2 separate regions of the Mus musculus genome follow, and region 2 is linked to region 1. The links are chromatin contacts, called in public Hi-C maps. All regions are on one chromosome and are shown on one strand. Each heading gives the region's core, a stretch centred on a gene start, on an enhancer-like site or on the middle of the called end of the contact. The rest is flanking DNA. Distances are from core to core; before and after follow the strand shown. Region 1 has its middle 19 kb from the start of Gm4832. Region 2 holds the start of Msh6 (mutS homolog 6).

Evidence for each region. A called contact is a pair of places that touch in the nucleus more often than the background predicts.
Region 2: a Hi-C map of B cells shows a contact between it and region 1, with 1.9 times the contacts expected there. The contact joins the promoter of Msh6 here to the enhancer-like site in region 1. A contact is called at or near these places in 4 of 39 promoter capture datasets (the C10 cell line, pre-B cells and stem cell-derived epiblast-like cells), 10 of 484 Hi-C or Micro-C datasets (B cells, Th1 cells, Th2 cells and 5 more), 11 of 115 datasets of contacts at active chromatin or transcription factors (the 230-238 cell line, CD8 T cells, the SCID.adh cell line and 5 more) and 3 of 9 other capture datasets (adipose tissue, liver and pancreatic islet).

What each region holds. Positions count from the first base shown.
Region 1 is chr17:88,103,861-88,109,483 of GRCm38.p6, reverse strand. No RefSeq gene overlaps it. Among named protein-coding and RNA genes, the nearest start is that of Gm4832, 19 kb to the left of the region's middle. Within about 2 kb of position 2,968, at least 59 of the 459 cell types and tissues checked have an H3K27ac peak or open chromatin away from gene starts, as enhancers often do. A contact at or near this core is called in the 230-238 cell line, B cells, Th1 cells and 3 more, where this site is marked.
Region 2 is chr17:87,971,886-87,977,508 of GRCm38.p6, reverse strand. It overlaps Msh6 (mutS homolog 6), which reads right to left and starts at 2,459. Exons shown (of 10, transcript NM_010830.2): 1 at 2,104-2,459. The coding sequence starts at 2,360.

The DNA of each region.
Region 1 (5,623 bases), core at 1,719-4,218:
TTTTTTTTTAAAGAATTATTTATTTAATGTATGTGAGTACACTGTGGCTGTACAGATGGATGTGAGCCTTCATGTGGTTGCTGGGAATTAAATTTTTAGGACCTCTGCTGGCTCTGGTCAACCCTGCTCCCTCTGGTCGGCCCCACTTGCTCTGGCCCAAAGATTTATTTATTATTATAAATAAGTACACTGTAGCTGACTTCAGATGCACCAGAAGAGGGCATCAGATCTCATTACGGGTGGTTGTGAGTCATCATGTGGTTGCTGGGATTTGAACTCAGGACCTCTGGAAGAGCAGTCAGACTCTTACCCGCTGAGCCATCTCACCAGCCCCAAGATTTTATTTTTAAAACACTTTGTGTGTGTGTGTGTGTGTGAGAGAGAGAGAGAGAGAGAGAGAGAGCTTCATTTACACCAGGCAAGCTTTCTACCACAGAGCTATAGCCCACACCCTGAATTTCTGGTTTAAAAACAGAGAAGTCAGCCAAGCGAGGTGGTCCACACCTTTTCCAGCACTCAGGAGGTGAGGGATGCAGATCTCTGAGTTTGAGGTCAGACTGGTCTATATAATGAGTTCCAGGACAGCCTGGACTACACAGAGATCCTATTTCAAAAAAAACAAAACAAAACAAAACAAAACAAAACAAAGAACAACAATAAAACAGAGAAGCTGAGACCTGGAGAGATGGTCCAGTGGTTAAGAGTACTTGCTGCTCTTGGTGAGAACCTAGCTTAGACTCCCAGGACTCACATGGTGGCTCACAAGTGGCTGTAATTCCAGTACCAAGGGATCCTGTGCCCTCTTCTGGCCTCTGTGGGCACCAGGCATGTACTTGGTGAGCATAACTATAAGCAGGCAAAAACTCAAACAAAAGAGGGGGGTGGGGACAAAAAGAAAAGGATTTATTTACAAAGGCTTTGAAGAGGGAGGGATGCGCCTAGGCTTTAACTACAGCTCATCACTTGCCAATCCCTTCTTCATACTAATAATGACAAGTCTAATAATAATAACTATAACATTTAAAGAGTACTCAATTAATCCTCACAGTGGTTCCCATGAGGTAATTACACATATGTAAGGGTGATTTTGACCATAATTAACAAGTGATAGGAGCAACCAAACAGAACACAAAACAGATGTGTAACTGGCTGAATGGAATCCTGGGCTGGAGAGAAGGCCTGTAATGAAGAGACTTGAGCTTGCTCTCAGCGCCTGATCTGGTGCCTGCATCTCTGGCTCCAGCAGATCTGCACCCTCCAGCCCCCACAGACACCTGCTCTGCTGTGCACACACACCCCCACTAAAGTCTTCATAAAGAAGAAAATCCTCCTAGATCACACAAACGAGACACACAGCAGGGCTGGGATTTTACGTATGCTTCCAACCCCAGAGCCCACATCCTAGACACTCAGCGGCGTATTCTCCCACAGACCAAAGAGATGTTGCTCTCCTCACACGTTTCCACTCCTACCAGCTGTCAAATCACAAGCACACCTGAGCACAAGCAACCTGGTCATACCATTTCCAAAAACACAAGGGGCCACTGTTGTATAGAGAGTGTCCAGTATGCTTGTGCTCACAAGGGAAAATAATTTACATTGGGCCAGAAGGAGGCAGCACATAACCTTTGGCTAGTACGCTTGAGGCTGAGACAGGAAGATGACAAGTTTAAGGCTACCTTGGGTCACATCATATAAGAAACTGTTTCAGAAGAGAAAGTAGAGAGAGAAAGAGAGACAGACAGAGACAGAGACAGAGACAGAGACAGAGACAGAGACAGAGACAGAGACAGAGACAGAGTCAGAGTCAGAGTCAGAGTCAGAGAGAAGTCTTTCAGAAGATGTGAATCCCTTTGGCTCCTTCAGACTTGCTGTTTCTCCTCTGTCCCTACAGTTCACTCTCCCACCTCCCCTTCACCCACCACCACCACCACCACCACTCCTGCCCCCATTCAGGTCTCTGCTCAAAGCCTTCCTAGCCACCATCCAATTAACATATCTGCTCTGCCCTTACTTTCTCTTGTCTTTATTTTTTTTTCTCAACAGTATGTATCATTATTGGATATACGATTCTTTGAGTTTATTTGTTGTTTTCATCCCTAATTAGAATATGCACGCCACAGAACCAAGGCCTCTGGATTATCAGTTGCTGTATCCTCCTTATTTTTTAGATGTATTTATATTTTTATTTGATGTGTCTGTGTAGAGTGTACTACATGTAAGCAGGTCCCCAAGGAGGCCAGAAGAATGACTCAGCTCCCCTGGAGGTGGAGTTACAGGCGGTTGTGAGCTGCCTGACCTGGCTGCTGGACATCGAACCTCGCCTCTCTGGAAGAATAGCAAGCACTCGGAACCACGGAAGCATCTCTCCAGCAGCAGAGCTTTGTGAGTGAATGAATGCCACTCAGTGGATAAAGGTCACAAAGTTCAGTAATAAAAACAGTAGATTAGACTCAGAGGTGGACTGGAGCTCTAGCTCAGCCGCTTACTCTACTGTACAGTCAAGTTAACCGGAAAAGGCTCCAGAGCCGCAGGAAGTCCAGAGACAGTGTAACCAACCGCAGAGCCAAGGGTGAAAGAGAGATGAGCCGATGTGTACCTGGGGACGGATGGTGTGGTCCTCTGGGCCACTGTGGGGCCTTTGAGATTTGTTCTGAGTGAGTGAAGGCAGGAGAAGATTCCAAGCTGCTATGGTGTGGTCTGTTTTAAGTATTGTGAAGACTGGACCAGGGCTAAGGCGGAGCGAGATCAACTGGCTGTTCCTGCAGTTGGCGCGGAAGAGACAGCAGCTCCAGACAGAGCTCTGGCTCAGTGAGCATCAGCGGCGGTGGAGACAGACTGACAGATTCTGGAGAGAGTTTGAAGACAAGAGTTCATCTGTGGTTTAGGTTTGGAACAGAGAGAAACAGCCAATGACTCATTCCACCAGGGAATAGGAGGGAACTGGAGGAGGAGGCAGGGTGGGGAGCAGGTGGTGCAATTAAGTCTGAGAGCTTGTTAGAGGCTGTCCAAGTAGATGCTGTCAACAGATAGCGTAGAAATGGCCGCCCAGCTGCTCACAAGAATCACCTACAGACAGGTTTTGTTTGTCGTGCTGTTGTCCTGTTCTTTTCATGATACTCTGTGTGGAATCAATCCAGGGCCCTGCACTTGCTAGGGTGATTTTTCTATCACTGAGCTATATGTCAAAACAAAAACAAATAAACAAAACAAACAAACAAAAACCCAGCTCTTGGAAAGCAGAGGCAGGAGAATCTCTGAGATGGAAGCCAATGTGTTCCACAGAGAGTTACAGGCTAGCCAGAGCTACACAGTGAGTGCCTGTCAGTAAATAAATAAATAAATCAACAAGGAAGACGGGAACAGGACAGTCTGCACATGGGACAGCACTCCTGTTCTTAACCCCAGCTCAGGAGGCGTTGAGGCCAGCCTGGGCTACATAGCAAGATGCAAGATGCAAGATGCAAGATGCTGACTTAGGAAGAAAAAGTTAACAGTGCATGGGGAACACAAGGGCAACACACACACACATCACACACATATTACAGACATAGACACACACACATCACACACACACACACCACATCATACACATATTCAGACATAGACACACACACATCACACATCTCACACACACCACATCACACACATATTACAGACATAGACACACACACATCACACACACACATGCACACACATCACACACATATTACAGACATAGACACACACACATCACACATCTCACACACAAACACACACACCACATCATACACATATTCAGACATAGACATACATACATCACACACATACACACCACATCACACATACACCACATACACACCACATACAGACATAGACACACACACATCACACACATATACATAGATACACACACACACCACATACAGACATAAACACCACACTACACATACATACACTCACACACACATATACAGACATAGACACACACACACCACACATACAGACATACAGATACAAACACCACACACACTCACACACACTACACACACACACACCAGACACTCACACTCATATGCACACCACATACACTCACTCACTCACTCATACACAACATATACACACTATACATACCCACATTCATACACTCTCACTCACACACTCACACATAGACAACACGTACACATACTATACGTACACACACATACACACACCACACACATCACATACACAATACACACACACCACACATACAACACATAACACACACACACACACACACACAGCAAGAAAACCTAGATCCTAATTTGATCAATTGAATCAGAATTTCTTTGGAGGAGGAGATTTGGAACCATTATTTGTAGCAAAATACTGAGTATTTAGGCTTGGAGAGATGGAGAGAAAATATAAAGGAAATAGAAAGGGGCAGGGAGATGGCTCAGAATTCTAAGAGCAATTCCTGTTTTTCTAGAGGACCCAACTTCAGTTCACAGCACCCACGTTAAGCGGCCCCAGGGGATCTTCCGCCCCCCACAAGTTCCCAAACATACACTCAGACAGACAGACACACATATAAAGAAAAATAAATCTGAATATGGACACAGGCCCCATCCCAACAAAGAAGTTATCTTCAATTTATACCTGCTGCCAAAGGGAAAATCAGTTTTCTCTGATGAGAAATATTAACAATAATTAATTCACTAAGTGTATTGCCTACACTTCAAGGCAAACCCCACGCTGGGAAGTAGTTTGACCAACAGAAAATTAACTCAGTGATATTTTGTCTCACTTCATTTTGCTTTGGCTGGCTGGCTGTTTCATTGGTCTTTTGATCATTTATTTTGATTTCTATTTTGTGGGAGTTTTTCTGTTTATGAATTTGTTTGCTTCCTTTTTAATAATTATTTATTTATTTCATGTATGTGAGCACATTGTAGCTGTCTTCAGATACACCAGAAAAAGGCATCGGCTCCCATTACAGATGGTTGTGAGCCACCATGTGGATGCTGGGAACTGAACTCAGGACCCCTGGAAGAGCAGTCAGTGCTTTTAACTGCTGAGCCATCTCTCCAGTCCTTGTTTTTTTTTTTCTTTTAAATAAAGAGAAAAAGAACAACATTGGTTGGATAGGGAGGTGGGGAAATCTGGGAAGAATTGGAGAAAATATAAGCAGATTGTATGCAAAAAAATTTTTGAGGAAAAAAATCTTAACAAAAAAAAAAAAATGAAGAGGCCGGATGGTGGTGGCACACGCCTTTAATCCCAGCACTTGGGAGGCAGAGGCAGGCGGATTTCTGAGTTTGAGGCCAGCCTGGTCTACAGAGTGAGTTCTAGGACAGCAAGGGCTACACAGAGAAACCCTGTCTCGAAGAAGAAGAAGAAGAAGAAGAAGAAGGAGGAGGAGGAGGAGGAGGAGAAGGAGGAGGAGGAGGAGGAGGAGGAGGAGGAGGAGGAGGAGGAGGAGAAGAAGAAGAAGAAGAAGAAGAAGAAGAAGAAGAAGAAGAAGAAGAAGAAGAAGAAGAAGAAGAAGAAGAAGAAGAAGAAGAAGAAGAAGAAGAAGAGAAAAATAGGAGATGAGGAAGTCACCAAAGCAAAATACAAAAAAAAAATTAATAATAATTGTTTTTCGATTGAACGAGTGAAA
Region 2 (5,623 bases), core at 1,210-3,709, 130 kb after region 1:
GTAATGGACCTGGATGCCCTCTTCTGGTAGTGTGTCTGAATAGAGCAATGGTGTTAAAAATAGATTTATAAATCCAAAAAAAAAAAAAAAAGACAAGGATAGATTTCTGTGAGTTCATAGCCAGCCTGAGATACATATAGACTCGGTTTAAGAATGAAAGAAGCAAGGCATGGCTGAGCACATCTTTAATCCCAGCACTTGGAAGGCAGAGGCAGGCGGATTTCTGAGTTCGAGGTCAGCCTGGTCTACAAAGTGAGTACCAGGACAGCCAGGGCTGCACAGAGAAACCGTCTTGAAAAACAACAACAACAAAAAAAAAAAAAAAAGAAAGAAAGAAAAAAAAAAGGAAGGAGAAAGGATTAAGAAGCCAGAGTGATGACTCAGCAAGTTTTAGTACCTGGGTAAAAGTGCCTCTCACAAATTGTACTGAACTCCATACACACCCTGTGCCATTTACACATCTCCCATACCCATCTCCTATACCCCCCATAAATAGTGTAATTATTTTTTAAGAAGAGTTAAGGCGGGGCTGGAAAGATGGCTCAGCAGTTAAGAGCACTAACTGCTCTTCCAGAGGTCCTGGGTTCAATTCCCAGCAACCACATGGTGGCTCACAACCATCTGTAGTGGGGATCTGATACCCTCTTCTGATGTGTTTGAAGACCGCAACAGTGTACTCACACACATGAAAGAAAGAAAGAAAGAAAGATAGAAAGAAAGAAAGAAAGAAAGAAAGAAAGAAAGAAAGAAAGAAAGAAAATAAATAAGTCGGGGTATCCAGGCGTGGTGGCGCACACCTTTAATCCCAGTACTTGGGAACCAGAGACAGGTGATCTACAGAGTGCATTCCAGGACATCCAGGGCTACAAAACCCTGTCTAAAAAAAAATACCAGTGAAGATATGGCCTAGGCGATAACGCAAAGGATGGCCTGAGTTTTATCCACAGGACGGTTGGTGGAAGAACCAACTCTTAAGTTGTCCTCTGATTTCCACAACCTACTATAGCATGCATACACACATATACACACTAACAGGTAATTTTAAAAAATATAGAAATAATGGGGCTGGAGAGCTGCTCAGCAGTTAAGAGCACTGGCATTCTTCCATAGGAACCAGGTTTGATTCCCTGCACCCACCCAGTAGCTCACAATATCTCTAACTACAGAGGCTGAGGTCCTCCTCTGGCCTCTCTCAGGCAGCGTGCATGCACATGGGCACACATACATACACGGAGGCAAAATACACCTCTGTGTTTACCTGTGTCTGAACTGTGTCCTTTATAGCCAAAGGGAAGGAAAGAAATTAGAGATCCAAAATCATTTTCTCTGCCCCAGGAGCATACGCCAGCTCTTCCTGGTGCCCAAGCTGAAACTCCAGAGTACTGGACTCCAGAAAGAACTCTTTACATTTTAAATAAGTCGCTGCACACTTCTTAATCCCAGCAGAGGCAGGTGGATGTCTGAGTTCCAGGACAGCCAGGGCTACACAGAGAAACTCTGTCTCGAAAAAAAATGAAAATAAATAGATAAAATAAATGTCTCTAGTCGTTCCTACAAACGACAGCCAAATTTACAAAGTGCGAGTACAACTCCAGGCAAGTTTCCCCCAGTAAACCTTCTTGCCCAGGGCTTGCCCAATACTCCGAAGACCCACTAACTGCGAAAAATCTCCCGCACTCTTCCCTCCTGTGAAAAGGTGGGTTAAAAAAAACTGTCGTCCCAAGCCGGAGCGCCGCTTTCACTATCTACAAACTTCCACCTGCAACCCGAGTTTCCTCCCACCGTAGGCTCGCCACCCGGAGGAGCTCCCTGCCCGATCCGATCCGCCCCGCCCCCTCAGGCCGCGGATCGCAGCAGGACACCCACCGTTCCCGCTCCGGCCACTTTGGGGGAGGGTGTCTCCGTCCCCGAGCCTCCCGAGCCTCCCCACCCCCACAGTGGGAGTGCGCTCGCTTGCTCGCAGCGTCCCCCGAGAGTCCCGGGCACCGGCCCCGCTTCTCCCGGGCCGGCAGGCCGCCCCTCCTCCCGCCGCCTGGCACGGAGCAGCCTCCCCCTCCTTCCGGGAGACCCGCGCGCCGCCGCAGCCCCGACCGAGCCGGCTACCTGGGAGGCACGGCCTGCGCGGAGGAGGAGGCCCTCCGCAGCCCTCCGTTGAGATCCTTTGCCTCCGGCGACGAGGCGGATACCGCCGCGGACCGGGACCCGGGTTCAGCCTCGCTCCAGGCCGCATCCCCGCCGCGGGAAGCGGAGGCTCCAGAGGCAGCGGCACCTTGGCGTGAGGCCTCGGCCGCGGCCTTCTTGGTGTCGCCGAGTGCCGGGGACTTGGGGAAGAAGCTGTACAAGGTGCTTTGTCGGGACATGATGAAGGCTGACGGGCAGACCGGGCCACGGCTCCGAGCGCCTACAAGGATCGCATCCACCGCGCGGCCGCCGCTGGCGGGAAAGTCGGGAGGAGGCGCGTCCTACCCGAGCATCCGTAGCCCAGCGGCCAATCCGAAGGCGTGTCGGCCTGCGCGGTGGGCGGGGCCCCGCCCGCGACGTGCCCTGGCGTAGATGGGCGGGGCGGGGCGGGCCCAGCCCCCAAGCTCGGGTTGGCGGGCCTTGAGACTGAGCCTTTGCAAAGCAGTGGAGCTCGCGGTGGCTACCCGGGCAAGTATGCACCAAGAAGACGGAAGTGGCTTGCGCGGTTGCTGGAACGGCGGGGTGCACCCTGCGAGAAGCCGCGTCGAGCTCGCTGCGGAAACACCTGGCCCTGCGGGCGGTCCTGCGGTTGGACTGAAAGGAGCTGAGAAATTGGTTGTTGCTGTCTGCCACGTACGGTGCGTTCGCAGAGCATTGTACAGAGCGGCACTTGTGAATGCCAAGTGCAAGAACAGCTATCCACAAAACCAGCTACCCACAAAACTTTCCTTGGCCCGTCACTGCCTCAACTAGTTTACGCCTTACTATATGAGATGGGCAGTTAAGGTCCAGTCTTATCTGAGCCCTTTAGCATAAGTGTGCAGAATTTTTTATATTTTAGAAACTGAGATTGCTAAGGTAATGTTGAGCGTCAACGCTTGGGCCCTAGCAACCCTAACGAGCTAAACTCCCACTCATCCTCAGTAGTCGAATAATAGAGAAAATAGCAAAAAAACAGATTTTTTTTTCAAAGGGCCACATTAGGAAGATAAAGTTCAGCCCCCCCCCCCCGGAAGTTCATCTTTGGGGGTACTGACGTGAAGTTTTGGTTTAAACCGGGCGACGGGAACCAGAATGGTCTTGTAAGAGGTGGTCTGACCCACCATAATCTCTGCTCCAGACTGTCCTACATGGGGATTCAACGAGCTTCAGATACTTGAGAAATCTCTTTCCAGAAACCAAGTTCTTCCTCTACACTAACTCGAAGCTTTGTCTTACCCCTTCCCACCAAAAAATTCCTGGAGAAATTCCAATTCTTTGGAGTCCATTATTTCAATTGCCTGATAGCCAAAGGGAGCCAAGTGTTTCTCCTCAGAATGTCTTCCTGCCAGGTTGATTACAGGGCGTTTTCGAAAATTGGAGCTCCTATTCAAATTCAAGAAATTGGAGCTGAGCGCGAAGGTGTGTGCCTTTAACCCCATTGTTCCAGGCAGAAGCAGGTGGATCTCTGAGGTCAAGGACAACCCTGGCTACAGTTACAAGACTTGCCAGGGTTTGTTACACGGAGAAACCCTGTCACAAAAAAAAAAAAAAAAAAAAAAAACCAAAACAAAAAAAACAACTAAATCAAGAAGGAGAGAGAGAGAAATTGGGAGACTTAATTCAGCTCTAAGTAAGAATGGACTTAGCTCTGGCTAGCAATACCTTCACTTTGGTAAAAGGGTAAAAAGATTTGCTTTGTTGGACAAAACCAGCTCAGCCTGTAAAGGTGCTTTGGAGTCCAGCTAGAGACCTGAATTCTATCACTAGAATCACACTGTGAAGGATTGCTGCAAATTATCCTCTGACCTCTATACTCAGGCTCCATAGGCTTGGGGTGGGCACGGTCACGTGCACACGTGTATACGTGTGTATGTGTGTGTGTGTGTGTGTGTGTGTACACATACACACACCAGCCTAAAAACAAAAGAAACTTGGTATGGTAGGCCACACCCTTGATCTCAGCACTTAGGAGACAGGGGATCTCTGTGAAGTTTGAGGCTGTTAAGAGATGTCCCAGAGAAACTACCAAGCTAGACCACTTTGTAGACAGAAAGATTCCTTTAGAATCAAACTGCTAAGGCCAGTCTCTTGGGACAGAGATAGGAGCAGCCTGTTGGGAAAACAAGCAGACTTTGTGACGGGGTGGAGGTGGGGGGAAATCTGAGCTGATAAGATTATTCTGTTTTTCGGATAGGTTAAAGCAGGTGGCATTGCCTGAGGTAGTTGACCTTCCAGGAGGGAACGTTCAGGGAGGTTCTTGGTGAAGAGAAACTACCTTAAAAGATTTGCTCTGCTAATAAACAGAAACCTTTAGGCTTGTTAATCCAGTAAGTCTTTCTGTTTATCCAAAGGCCTTCTGTTTAGGACAGTGTCACCAGCACTCTCCGTGGGAGTGGTGCTTTGAACCTGGTAGAGGCCAGCCCTGTCTACACAATGAGTTCAGGCCAGCCAGGGTTATGCGGTAAGGCTCTATGGCAAAACAAATAAGTAATTAAATTAAATTTTTAAAAAGAGTAAGTGGCTGGGCGGTGGTGGCGCACGCCTTTAATCCCAGCACTTGGGAGGCAGAGGCAGGTGGATTTCTGAGTTTGAGGCCAGCCGGGTCTACAAAGTGAGTTCCAGGACAGCCAGGGCTACACAGAGAAACCCTGTCTCCAAAAACAAAAACAAACAAACAAACAAACAAAAAAAGAGTAAGTGATTTTCTGTGTTTGGGCAGACCTGGTTTTCCTTTGCGTCTTTGCAGTAGATGAGCGACTGCTATCCTCTGATATATCCTTACATTAGGCTTTTACACATGTTCTCAGTTTACCTTATTATTTATTCTTTTTTAATCAGGTTCTTGCTGTTTAACTTAGGCTGACCTCAGAGTTCAGCTCATCCTGCCTTGACCCGTCCAGCAGGTCCAGTTATTCTATTCGAGGGTCTCGAGGGGACCTTCTCCTAAGAACCAAATTGGGGGGGGTTAGAGAGAGATGAGAACCTTGTGTAAAGAACGACACAGAAACGTTCTGAGTAACATCAAGGTTCCACTGTATTAGCCAGGCCCAAGGCTTAAATGCACAAGCAAAAGGGGAAGTGCCTTTCAGCAGGAAGGATGGGGCAGTAGAATTGCACAAGCAAAAGGGGAAGTACAGGTACTTATTAGCGGGAGGGGTGGGGCAATAGAATTGCACAAGCAAAAGGGGAAGTACTTATCAGCGGGAGGGGTGGGGCAATAGAAATTTTTTCTTTTGGCAGCTACACGGGGAAGCAGGAACTTGGTGGTATCAGGGTGTGGTCAGGACATCGGCGATGACTTAGGGCTGGAACATTCTGTGGTTGTTCTCTGAACGGTGTGTCCGTGGCCCGCTTCTGACCCCCTTTTCTTTTCTCTGGGAGAGGCCCAATTCAGAGATCAGGACAATAGTGTTGTCTTAATAGCTCCCAACACTGCCTCAGTTTCCCTAGAGCTAGAGGC